Regions from separate parts of the Ovis aries genome. Here all the other regions are linked to region 1. The links are chromatin contacts, called in public Hi-C maps. All regions are on one chromosome and are shown on one strand. Each heading gives the region's core, a stretch centred on a gene start, on an enhancer-like site or on the middle of the called end of the contact. The rest is flanking DNA. Distances are from core to core; before and after follow the strand shown. Region 1 holds the start of NFKB2 (nuclear factor kappa B subunit 2). Region 2 overlaps SUFU (SUFU negative regulator of hedgehog signaling). Region 3 holds the start of ELOVL3 (ELOVL fatty acid elongase 3).

Region 1 (3,319 bases), core at 276-2,775:
ATCCGGTGGAGGGCGAGATCCGGAGTTGGGCTGGGCCAGGCCGGGGAAGGGGCAGGAAAGTTAGAACAGCTTAGGAAAGTCCCGAAAATACCAGGGGGAGGCGGGGCCAGGGGGCGGGCCTGGAAATGACGCCACTGACCACGCCCCCGGGCGGGAGGGGCGCGAGGTCGTCTCTTCGCTGGCCGGAGAGCGCCTGCAGCGTCTCTGCAAGCAGAGGGGCAATCAAACCCAGGGAAGGCCCCGCGGGGTTGGGGGGGCACCCCCCTCCTCTCTCCAGGCCGGCGCCGGGGACTGGGGGTCTTTCAAGGCCGGAGGAAGCTCCTAGTCCGGGGACCGGCCCCCCCGCCTTCCCCCTCCTGGAGCAACCTTGGGATTTTCTACCCTCAGGGAGGCCACGGCTGATTCACCCCGGGGGGTTTTGGGGGGACATTCCTGCTGTAGGAAGGCCTCCACCCCGAAGGCCTGTAGGTGGGGGCTCTTCCGAGTAGAGGGCCCCGGGGTTCTGTCCCGAGAAGCAGTCTCTGAGGCCAAGGGGCCGGAGGGGGTGTTGGGATGGGCACCTCCATTCCCTCTTCCCGAAAATCTCAACAGTCGTTGATTCCCACACCGCACCTGCTTTGGGTGCCCCGCCCCCGCCCCTGTCCCATGGCCGTATGTAACACTTGTACAGGTGTCTAATATGTTTCAGCCCATGTGCTTGCGCATTGTGTGCATGGCGTGGACATGCGTGTACAGGTGAGAGTCCTTAAGCTTATTAGTGTGGACACATGTCAGCGTGTATCTGAGGGCACAGGGGAACCTGTCGTTGAGTTTCTGCGTGGAGGGTGTGTGTCCAGGCACCTGTGCACGGGTGAGTGTGTTTTGCGTATGCATGTATGTGCGAGTCTGAATGCATGGGCGATCCTGTGCACCTGCGGCATACGTGTAGATGGACGTACGGCCCATATCTTTGTACAGGATATCGATGTGTATCCGCATGTCCTGTTCGTATGCGCGCTCTCTGAATGCGCAGATGCCGCTCTTCAGCTCTAAGGCTCGGTCAGCTAAGGACCCTCCTCCCGCCCTTGCCGGTGTCCCACCACCCAGGGGTCTGAACCCGGCCACTCACCGCGGCGGTGGCTCCGGTTCAGGATTCTCTCCCGGCCGGACCCACCTCGGACGGGTCGCGACACCTCTCCCACCACCAGGACTCCAGCCGGGAAAGCCCCTTTTCCGCCCCCGGGAGGGGGGAATTCCCGTGACGTTTCCGTGCGTCACTCGCCATGCCCTTTTTCATTGGCTGAAAGTTTAACTCCTGGACTTACACAGCCAATCGGGAGTGACTCAGGGGCGCCCCTTGGAGGAGAAATATTTGTGTAGCTCTGGAAGCCAGAGTGAGAATGACCCTCAGACAGGCACTAGCTCTAACCTGGGGACCACCCCGCTGCGGGATCCGCTGACCGAGCGCCATTCCCCAGCCGAGGCACCTGGCTCCGGTCTCCTCACACCCAGGCCTGTCCAAGCCGGCTGGCAGCCCCTGCTGCTACTCGGTTTTATGCTGCGCCTAATGCTCGGCCACCTCTGAAGTCGGGGAACCCCAGGGGGAAGCTGATATGCCTCAGCCCCTCTGGTCCCGCCCGGAGCGGGGCCCGGCTGCCGGGAAGACTTAGAGGAAGAGGAAGGAAGTTAATCTTGCAGTAGGTTCTAGAGTGCCATCTGGTGGCCCCTCTGGAGCCTCAAGGAGACTCCATAATCCTCTGTCTTCCCGGGAAGAAAGTGTCTGGACCTGAAACTTGTTTTGTAAATGACAGGTTAACAGCTGGCCAGACTTTCAGACCTGAGCTCAGGAGGTCTTCCGAGGATAAGGGAAAGGAGGTATTTATCTGGGAGACTCAGGCCTTGCTCATCGATCACGGAAGTTTGGAATATTAGAGTTGAAAAGTCATCCAAAATTATTAGTTCAAATGCCTTTGATGTAAGAAATTACCTTTTTATATAGTTTTCAATGTCTGCTTACTTTAAATATATATATATTTGGCTGCACTGGGTCTTAGCTGAGATCTTTGTTGAGATCTTCTGTCTTCATTGTGTCTAGTTCCCTGACCAGGGATGGAATCTGGGCCCCCTGCATTGGGAGTGTGAAGTCTTAGTCACTGGACCACAGGGAAGTCCCTGCCTGCTTAGATACTTCTAGCAGCAGCAAGGTCAGTACAGATTTTCACAAAGTATTGACCTCTGGGGCTGGACATTTCTGGTTGATAGAATTTCTTTTCGGGAGGTGCCATGAATAATCTCCATTTTTGGAGGTGTCCTCCCTTAGGCTCACCATGGTAGAACATAGGCTGTTGTTTCAAATCTTGCCTGCAGCTTGCCCCTGACCTTAATTATGGAATTACAGGCCTGCAGTAGCTCTGCATAAAGGGAGACTATTGTGGCCCTTGATTTGGGTAATTTCCTGTCACTTCCCTCTTCATCTTGCCTGCAGATTGAATGTGCCAGATACTATGGGAAGATGTATGTGTACTCAGTTGCTCAGTCATCTCGGACTCTGCAACCCCATGGACTGTAGCCTGCCAGGACTACCTCTGCCCATGAAATTTTCCAGGCAAGAATACTAGAGTGGATCGCCATTTCTTTCTCCAGAGGATCTTCTCAACCCAGAGATTGAAACTGAGTCTCTTGCATTTCCTGCATTGGCAGATGGATTCTTTACCCCTGAGACACCAGGGAAGCCCAAACTGATAAAGTTAAGACTCAGAGAGGAGAAGTAACACAACCAAATACATGGCTTGACAAGGGACAGAGTGAGAATCAAACCCAGTCTCTTAACTCTAGCACAAAGCTCTTCACCCTAAATTTGTATAAAGCAAAGCAGGTCTTCCCACCCCATTGTGAGACTTTAGACTTGGGTAGGAGTAGGTAAGAGTGGGAGAAATGGTCATAGTCTAGGTAGATTTGAAAGTCAGGGGCAATAAAACTTGCTTAGGAATTGGGTGTGGGATGTTGGGAAGGGGTGTTGATATAGGAACCTAGAGTTGATGAGGGGTAATTGTACATTAAGTCAGTGTAATGGATGGTATCTGAAGTTTTGACAGTGGTCATCATTACCCCACGATTGAATTTAGAGAAAAGGAGTTGACAAGCACTACACCCTGGGACATTCTGATGTTGAGAAGCTGTGGAGATGAGGAACCAAAAGAGGAAATTGAAAAGACATGGTCAGTGAGGCAGAGGAGAACCAAGAAAAACCCATGTCTCAGCCAGGTGAGAGCATTTCATGGAGGGGGTGGTGAACTATTTAGTTGAATTAAAGCTCCTCAGCTGAAGCCCAGGGTTGTTT
Region 2 (3,319 bases), core at 278-2,777, 160 kb before region 1:
ATACAAAATACTGAAGTATTGATACATGCCACAACATGAACAACATAGCAAAAACATGATGCTAAGTGAGAAGCCAGTCATGAAAGGCCATGTGTGATTCCATTTATACAGAATGTCCCGAGTAGGCAAATCTATGGAGATAGACAGATTAGTGGTTTCCTAGGGCTGGGTTGGGTAAGGGGGAATGGGAAGTGACTGGTCTGGGGCTGCTTTTTGGGGTAATGGTCTCACAGCTGTGAACTACAGAATATGTGAATTATATTTCTGTAAAGGTGGTTTTTAAGAAGAAGAAAGAAAATACAGCCGGTAAAAGGGAAGAATCTCGAGGGAGAAGAAAAGTGGAATAAACAAGGCCCCTGACGGTCGCTACTTTCACAGGTAAAGTGGCCTGACCTGGGAGAAACCTGAGTCGTGGTGCCCAGACTTCACAGCATTCTATGGTCCACCTATACGATCACCCACCCCATTTTCATTTTCTACAAACAAGGAAAGGATCCTCAAGATTGCCCAAGGTTGTGGAGCAAGCCAGTGAGGATGGGCACAGCGCAACACTGCCCACACTTCTGAGTCACCCGTAACATCCATCAGGATTTTCAACATATCTGTGTACACCCATCCCATTGCCTACCTGTATTTCCCTCCTAAAATTGACTCACTTTTTTAAACCAACAAACTTACTTTAAAAGGAAATGTCATATCACTATACTACATAAGGAAAACAGAAAACCAATCTTGCTCGTCATAAAGTGGAAGATAATTTTGATAACTTCAAAATAATTTAACGAAAAAAGTTAATAATTTATAACTGATACTGCTGCCTATCTAACATTGTTAAAAACTGAAATAAACAAGGATCAAAGACTGTTAAAGGTTTAAAGAGTCATATCAAACTGACAAACTCAGCAGGATTGAATCAGAACTGAAGAGGGAAGACAGTCCTCACCAGTCACAGTATTGAGTGTTTTGTCCAGTTATCGTCTAAAATCTCTTGCTGGCTTTGGCAACCCTGGCCAACTGGCTAATTTTGCAGGTGGGAAGGCTTTGTCCTATTTGCCTCTGCTGCGTGCTTGCTCGTGCTAAGTCACTTTAGTCGTGTCCAATTCTGTGTGACCCTGTGGACTGTAGCCCACCAGGCTCCACTGTCCATGGCTCTCCAAGCAAGAGGAGTGGGTAGCTATTCCCTTCTCCAGGGGAGTCTTCCCTACCCAGGGATCAAACCTGTGTCTCTTACATCTAACCTGCACTGGTGGGCATGTTCTTTACCACTAAGTGCCACCAGGGAAGCCTATTTGCCCCTGTGACCCTGGGCAACTTGTCCAATCACAGTCTCTAAGCCCTTCCACATCTGTAAGTAGGAAATAGTGTGCCTACTCAGTGCGTGTTGCACTGGAGCATGTTATCACTCCTGTACTGGAACACTGCTACTTCCATCTAGGTCTAAGTCCCTTTACCAGAAAACAGGACAGGCCACAGAACCTGTAGCTAATAGCAACTGCCAGTAGGTGGCACCATTGCTCCTGGATTAAGGAAGAGTGTGGCCAGCTCCCTCCAGCGCCCCACCTCTAAGCAGACTTTGGCTGGAAACAGGGAAGAGGCTATAGAGGTTTGGAGTTATGACCTTTATTAACCAGAATTAACATCAATTTAAAACTACATGCTGTACAAAGCTACACTGTTTAAATGAAATACAAATGATGAAAAGCAACTCTGTACAGACAGTTTGGGAAGGGGTTGACTTTAGTCAGCTGGGAGACAGACCCAGGTTGCAGTTCCAGAACCAACACACCAGCCTGTGTGATCCGGAGTGAGACGGTCTTAACTACCCACAGAAAGGTTTAGAGAGCACGTATTTAACAACCTCCCAGACCTGCCTGCTGGGGGAACCAGACTTTTGAGCTCTGCTGTGGCTAAGAAACAGTCTTTCTTAACAATGAAAGAGCCTTGGTCACAGTTTTCAAGCCTGGGACAAAGCCACAATGGGCTCATTCTTGAGTCCGGCCTGGTCTTCATGCCCCGGATGCTCAGCCCCATTTTGTGTGGAGCCACCACGGCCTCTGCTCTCAGGCCCAGCGCCCACCCTGGGAAGGCCTCAGCCCCGGAAGAGGGGTTTTCAAATGCTAATATTGCCTCGGTTGGAGGCCCAGCTGTTCAGCACAGTGGTTAGAGGAGTTCGCTCCCTCTCCCTTCCTCTCTTTGGTCCCCTCAAGTGTCCTTACCCAGACATCCCCAGGAACCCCACCCAAACTGCACAGCAGAGGGGCTGCCAGGAGGAGTGAAGGTGGGCAATTCCAGGTGAGGCCTGGAGGCCACTTCACATTCCCTCCCTCTTTCTCTCCACTCTGCCTCCCAGTACCGTGTTGTAGTACCATCCCGCTGCTGCAGCCTGTTTGGAAAATTCACACCACTCCAGGGTGGCATAGGATCCAAAAAATACTCGCTTCAGTTCTGCCCCTTGCTCAGTTTAAAGAAAGCTTTCATCACTGGATGTCTCTTTCTCCAGTAACAAACAACTCCCTGGCAAGAACTCTTAAAAGGTTGGCGCAGGAGGGCGCGTATGGCTGTGCAGCTTCTAACTGACCCCTTGAATTGGCTGTCACCCTACCCCACCTCGCGAACATCCAGCTTTAGTCATGGTGGTTTGAAGTTGGACTGTGCTAGATAGAAGTTAGCAAAATCTAGGGAAATGGATTGCAGAAGAAAACAGCTATTGTTTGCAAAATAATGAGTGCTGCCTTTAAAACACTGAGAAACAAATGTGTTCTTCAAGAGTTCTTAAGTCATCCCAACTCTGAAGAGTGACTGTCTCCGTTCTGTGTGGAAGTATAGGATGAGCTCCCCATCTCCCCCACCCCCCATCTCAGTGGCCAGAATCCATAAGCTTGGTCTGAGGAGAACGGGTTAATGTTGTCTCCTGGAGCCTCAAAGACAGGGTTTCTCGTGGCGGATGCCAGAAGTACCCATGCTTGAGGATGGTTACCTGTGTTCCAGACATGAAGAGCAAAGGCAGGAAACCCAGCTGAACTGGGACAGGTGTCAAAGGGGTGGCGGGTCTGCAAGAGGTGTTTCAGGGAGTGGAGGAAAACAAAAGGCGGCCCAAAGCAGGCTGGTAGACTGGAGTCTGTCAACTTTAGGGTCAAACTCTGAACAATGGGGTTGCCGTCATCATCTTTCCATCCCTCTCATCTTCTTGGTACTCACAAATCACTTTGACGATGAAGCCTTCCGTGCCTCCCAAATGAAGACACAGAGCTGGTTCCTAAGACAGCTAAGCAGTTCTTCCCTGAAATGCCAGGGAAGATGGCATGTTCTGACACAGATG
Region 3 (3,319 bases), core at 416-2,915, 150 kb after region 1:
AGTCTGGGGGGAATATGGGAAGAAGGGGCTGGGGAAGTTATTGGAAGGTCTTGGGAGAGAGTGTTAGATGCAGAGAGTATTAGAGGCTGGGGAAATTGTTGGAATTATCCAGACTCAATGAGCACAAGAGGTCTCATGAGAGAGAGGAGAGACTACTAGTCTAGGAACTGGAGAAGAAGGAAAACAGGTGAGTGGAACCTGGGGAGAGGAGTCAGAGCTGAGAGAACAGAATAAGGAGAGAGTTAGGGGGCAACTTGGGCAGTTGATGCAATTGAGGTTTTTAGAGAGCTTTTAGGGATAGAATGAGGGTCTAGGGTCTATAAGATAGGTTGGAGTGGGGAAAGTCTTACCTGAAGACTGCAAGGCAGAAGGACCAAAGGATGAGAGGTCTCTGCAGGTTGAAGCCCTTCTGTGACTTCATGTAGTTTTGCCCCACGAAGATAAGCAACAGGTAGATCAGAACTATGGCGAATGAGGTTGCCCTGGCAGGCAGAAGGCAGAGCGGATGGGCTTATGGGTGGGAGCTGGTTAGAGGAATGCCCACTCATACCTCCAGGTCAGTGCTCTGGATTGGAATCCTACTTCTGCCACTTACTAGCTGTGTGACACTGGGAAACCTACTTCCTTCTCTGAGGGTCAGTTTCCTTATTTGTAAGAGGGGAATAACACTCCTCTCCTGACAGTGTTAATATATGTAAAGTACTTTACACAGGGCAGCAGCTATAACCAAGGTTCCTGGGGTTGGGAGTGGGTGACAGCTGCTGGTCCATTTCTAGAAGCAATCCAAGGCTGTGATGTACAAAGAATGTGGCAATAGCTTTTGCCTGTTTGGTCATAGCAAATTGGCTGGAGCTCTGAGGGGCTCTAGGGCAAAGTCTGAGGAAATTTTGGAAGAGTATCCAGATTTTGCCTCCTTCTCCACAAGCAGGGATGATGGAACATTTGAGGAATAAGATGATAACTGTGAAGAGCAGTCCTCAGGCATCAGCACATGCACGCATGCGCACACATGCAGCCACAAAGGATGGAGAGTCGTCTATAAGGTGGGTGGGAGTAGGAGTTCAGATCAACCCCATTCTTCAGAGACCAGTTCTCACTACACTTTTCCCCGCTTGGTTTCTTTCTCCTCCCAAATTCTTCATCCCATCTTCTTATTTCTGCCTTTCTTTCTTCCAGATCTAACCTCTTTGAGGTGCCACACTACCTGTACCTTGGACAACAGGGACGTGAAGCCAGTACTGGGGAATCCGATACATTTACTCCTTAGCAAAATCTCTGTGGGCATTCTGTCTCGCCCTCCCCCATTCCACCAATCCCCCCAAATAGCGGTCATCAGAGTTGGGCCCCTAACATGGCCCTTCCCCTTCTACGAGTCTCACCAGTACTCCTCCAAAAAGGGCCTCATGTCCCGGAATAGCTCGAAGTTGTAGGGCTGGAACATCTGCTCTATTTCATCTGAGGTATTCACTGTTGTGACCATTTCGTTTTGCAGTCGCTGAGGCCGGGAGCTGGACGAAAGCTAGGGGACGGAGGATGGAGAGAACCTTGGGGGCAGGACTGACTAGATCCAGAACCCAAGGAACTCCGCAACAAGCCAGAGCCTCAGATGCAGGCACGTGCGCTGCAGTCCAGCCGGCTTCCACAGCCGCGGCCACCGCAGTATATAACGCGAAATTGCAAAGCAGCTGTCCTAGGCGCCGCGGCCCCCTCCCTGCTCCCAGCCTTCATCCAATCGCAACAAAGATACCCCCCAGTCCCGCCCCTGGGCTGCAAGCCGCTCTCTGATTGGTCATTCTTAAGGACAGCACCCCAGAAGCCTCCCACTACCTTAGACCTTCGCCACCTTCCCATCTTCTCGCACACCTCAACTCTGATGTGCTTAGTTTAGCCACTGTGGCTTTGGAGTTACTGGGGTGTGACAGGCTTCTCCTGGCACTGCCAACAATAACCTTTGCCTCAGTTGGTTTCAGTTCTGACCTATCTGGCAATGAGGAGAGAATGAAGGTGTCCCCCGTTTCTCTGGTGCCCCCATTCGGAGATAGGGTGTCAGTTTCCCGCCTCCCCAGACCCTGGGAAGAAAACCAGGCTGGGGATGAGGGGAAAGGGCAGCAAAGAGCCCTTCCTTCTGGAAGGCTTCCTTCTGGTCTGCAGTTGTAAGTGGGAGGGAGATGAATTGTAACGAGTTTTATTGTCGAGGTAGTTGGTGTTGATGTTTGGAGAGTGGGTTGTTGAGGCTGTTGTTTCTTTACAGCTTCCTGAATTCCTGCCGGCTCCAGCCTGATACTCAGTAATAACCCTGGGAAGGAAGTGGGGTCACCCTCTGGGCTTCTGGGATTATTGTCTTCAGGCTTCCTGGAGACTGCCAGGGGTTTATAGAAGAGGAGGTGATGCTCATCTCCCAGTATCCTGTGGTTCTTCCCTAGTCTATGTTTATCTAATCAAATCTACTTTTTCCTTGCCTGTGTACCCAGCCCCAAATAAATAAACATTAAAAAAATTTTAAGATCTTACTCATCTGTCTCTTATTTCTGTCCTAGACTTTATGAAAATGAGGGGCAAATACAAGGCTTGAAGGCAGTTTGAGACACGATGGAGATATGCAAAACAAATGCTAAGAGAAATAAATACAAAATATTTAAAATCATGAAGCGGCTATAAATGGTTATGTGCAATAAGACCACAGGCTCTGTAACCAGAGGACGTAGGTAGGAATTCCAGTTTCACTTCTCAGCTACTGTCTGAGCTAAGGGTGAGTGGGAAGTCCTGCCATACTAGCTCAATGACTCCCAAGTACATCCCTTTGTCTCTGTTTTGTGTCATCTTTCACCTGATTACTACAGCCAGCACCTCTTCATAATTAGTTGACACTTCCTTCTCTAATATAGCACTTTCTATTGCATTAGGGGAAAAAAACAGTACCCAAACCTGGCATATCACCAACCCCAGAGCCACTGACCCAGTGCATGCATGTATGCTAAGTCACTTCAGTCGTGTCTGACTCTGTCCAACCCCATGGACTGTAGCCCGCCAGGCTCCTCTGTCCATGGGATTCTCCAGGCAAGAATACTGGAGTAGGTTGCCATGCCCTCCTCCAGGGGATCTTCACAACCCAGGGATCAAACCCAAATCTCTTAGATCTCCTGCATTAGCAGGTGAGTTATCTACCATTAGCGCCATCTGGAAGACCCCTCTGACCCAGTGTGGCCTCAAACCATACTTTGAAAACCACTTCCTTCCATCCTCTCATCCAAAAGAAGGTTCTAAAACCTAAATTGGATCATGTTACTTTCCTGCTTAAAACCTTTTGTGGTTATGGATT

What was found. Hi-C and Micro-C count contacts between places; a contact is called where the count stands out from the background.
Region 2: a contact with region 1 is called in a Hi-C map of hypothalamus, with 4 times the contacts expected there. The contact joins the enhancer-like site here to the promoter of NFKB2 in region 1. A contact is called at or near these places in 10 of 16 Hi-C or Micro-C datasets (blood, hypothalamus, liver and 4 more).
Region 3: a contact with region 1 is called in a Hi-C map of blood, with 2.5 times the contacts expected there. The contact joins the promoter of ELOVL3 here to the promoter of NFKB2 in region 1. A contact is called at or near these places in 4 of 16 Hi-C or Micro-C datasets (blood and liver).

Annotation. Positions count from the first base shown.
Region 1 is chr22:22,788,199-22,791,517 of ARS-UI_Ramb_v3.0, reverse strand. It overlaps NFKB2 (nuclear factor kappa B subunit 2), which reads right to left and starts at 1,525. Exons shown (of 23, transcript XM_042238744.1): 1 at 1,409-1,525. LOC121817625 (a long non-coding RNA gene) reads left to right here and starts at 157. Exons shown (of 5, transcript XR_006057642.2): 1 at 157-1,954; 2 at 2,075-2,183; 3 at 2,465-3,243.
Region 2 is chr22:22,944,514-22,947,832 of ARS-UI_Ramb_v3.0, reverse strand. All of the region lies in intron 3 of SUFU (SUFU negative regulator of hedgehog signaling), which reads right to left. Among named protein-coding and RNA genes, the nearest start is that of TRIM8, 54 kb to the left of the region's middle. Within about 2 kb of position 1,527, at least 11 of the 54 cell types and tissues checked have an H3K27ac peak or open chromatin away from gene starts, as enhancers often do. A contact at or near this core is called in hypothalamus, where this site is marked.
Region 3 is chr22:22,639,000-22,642,318 of ARS-UI_Ramb_v3.0, reverse strand. It overlaps ELOVL3 (ELOVL fatty acid elongase 3), which reads right to left and starts at 1,665. Exons shown (of 4, transcript XM_012102841.5): 1 at 1,380-1,665; 2 at 351-482. The coding sequence starts at 1,480.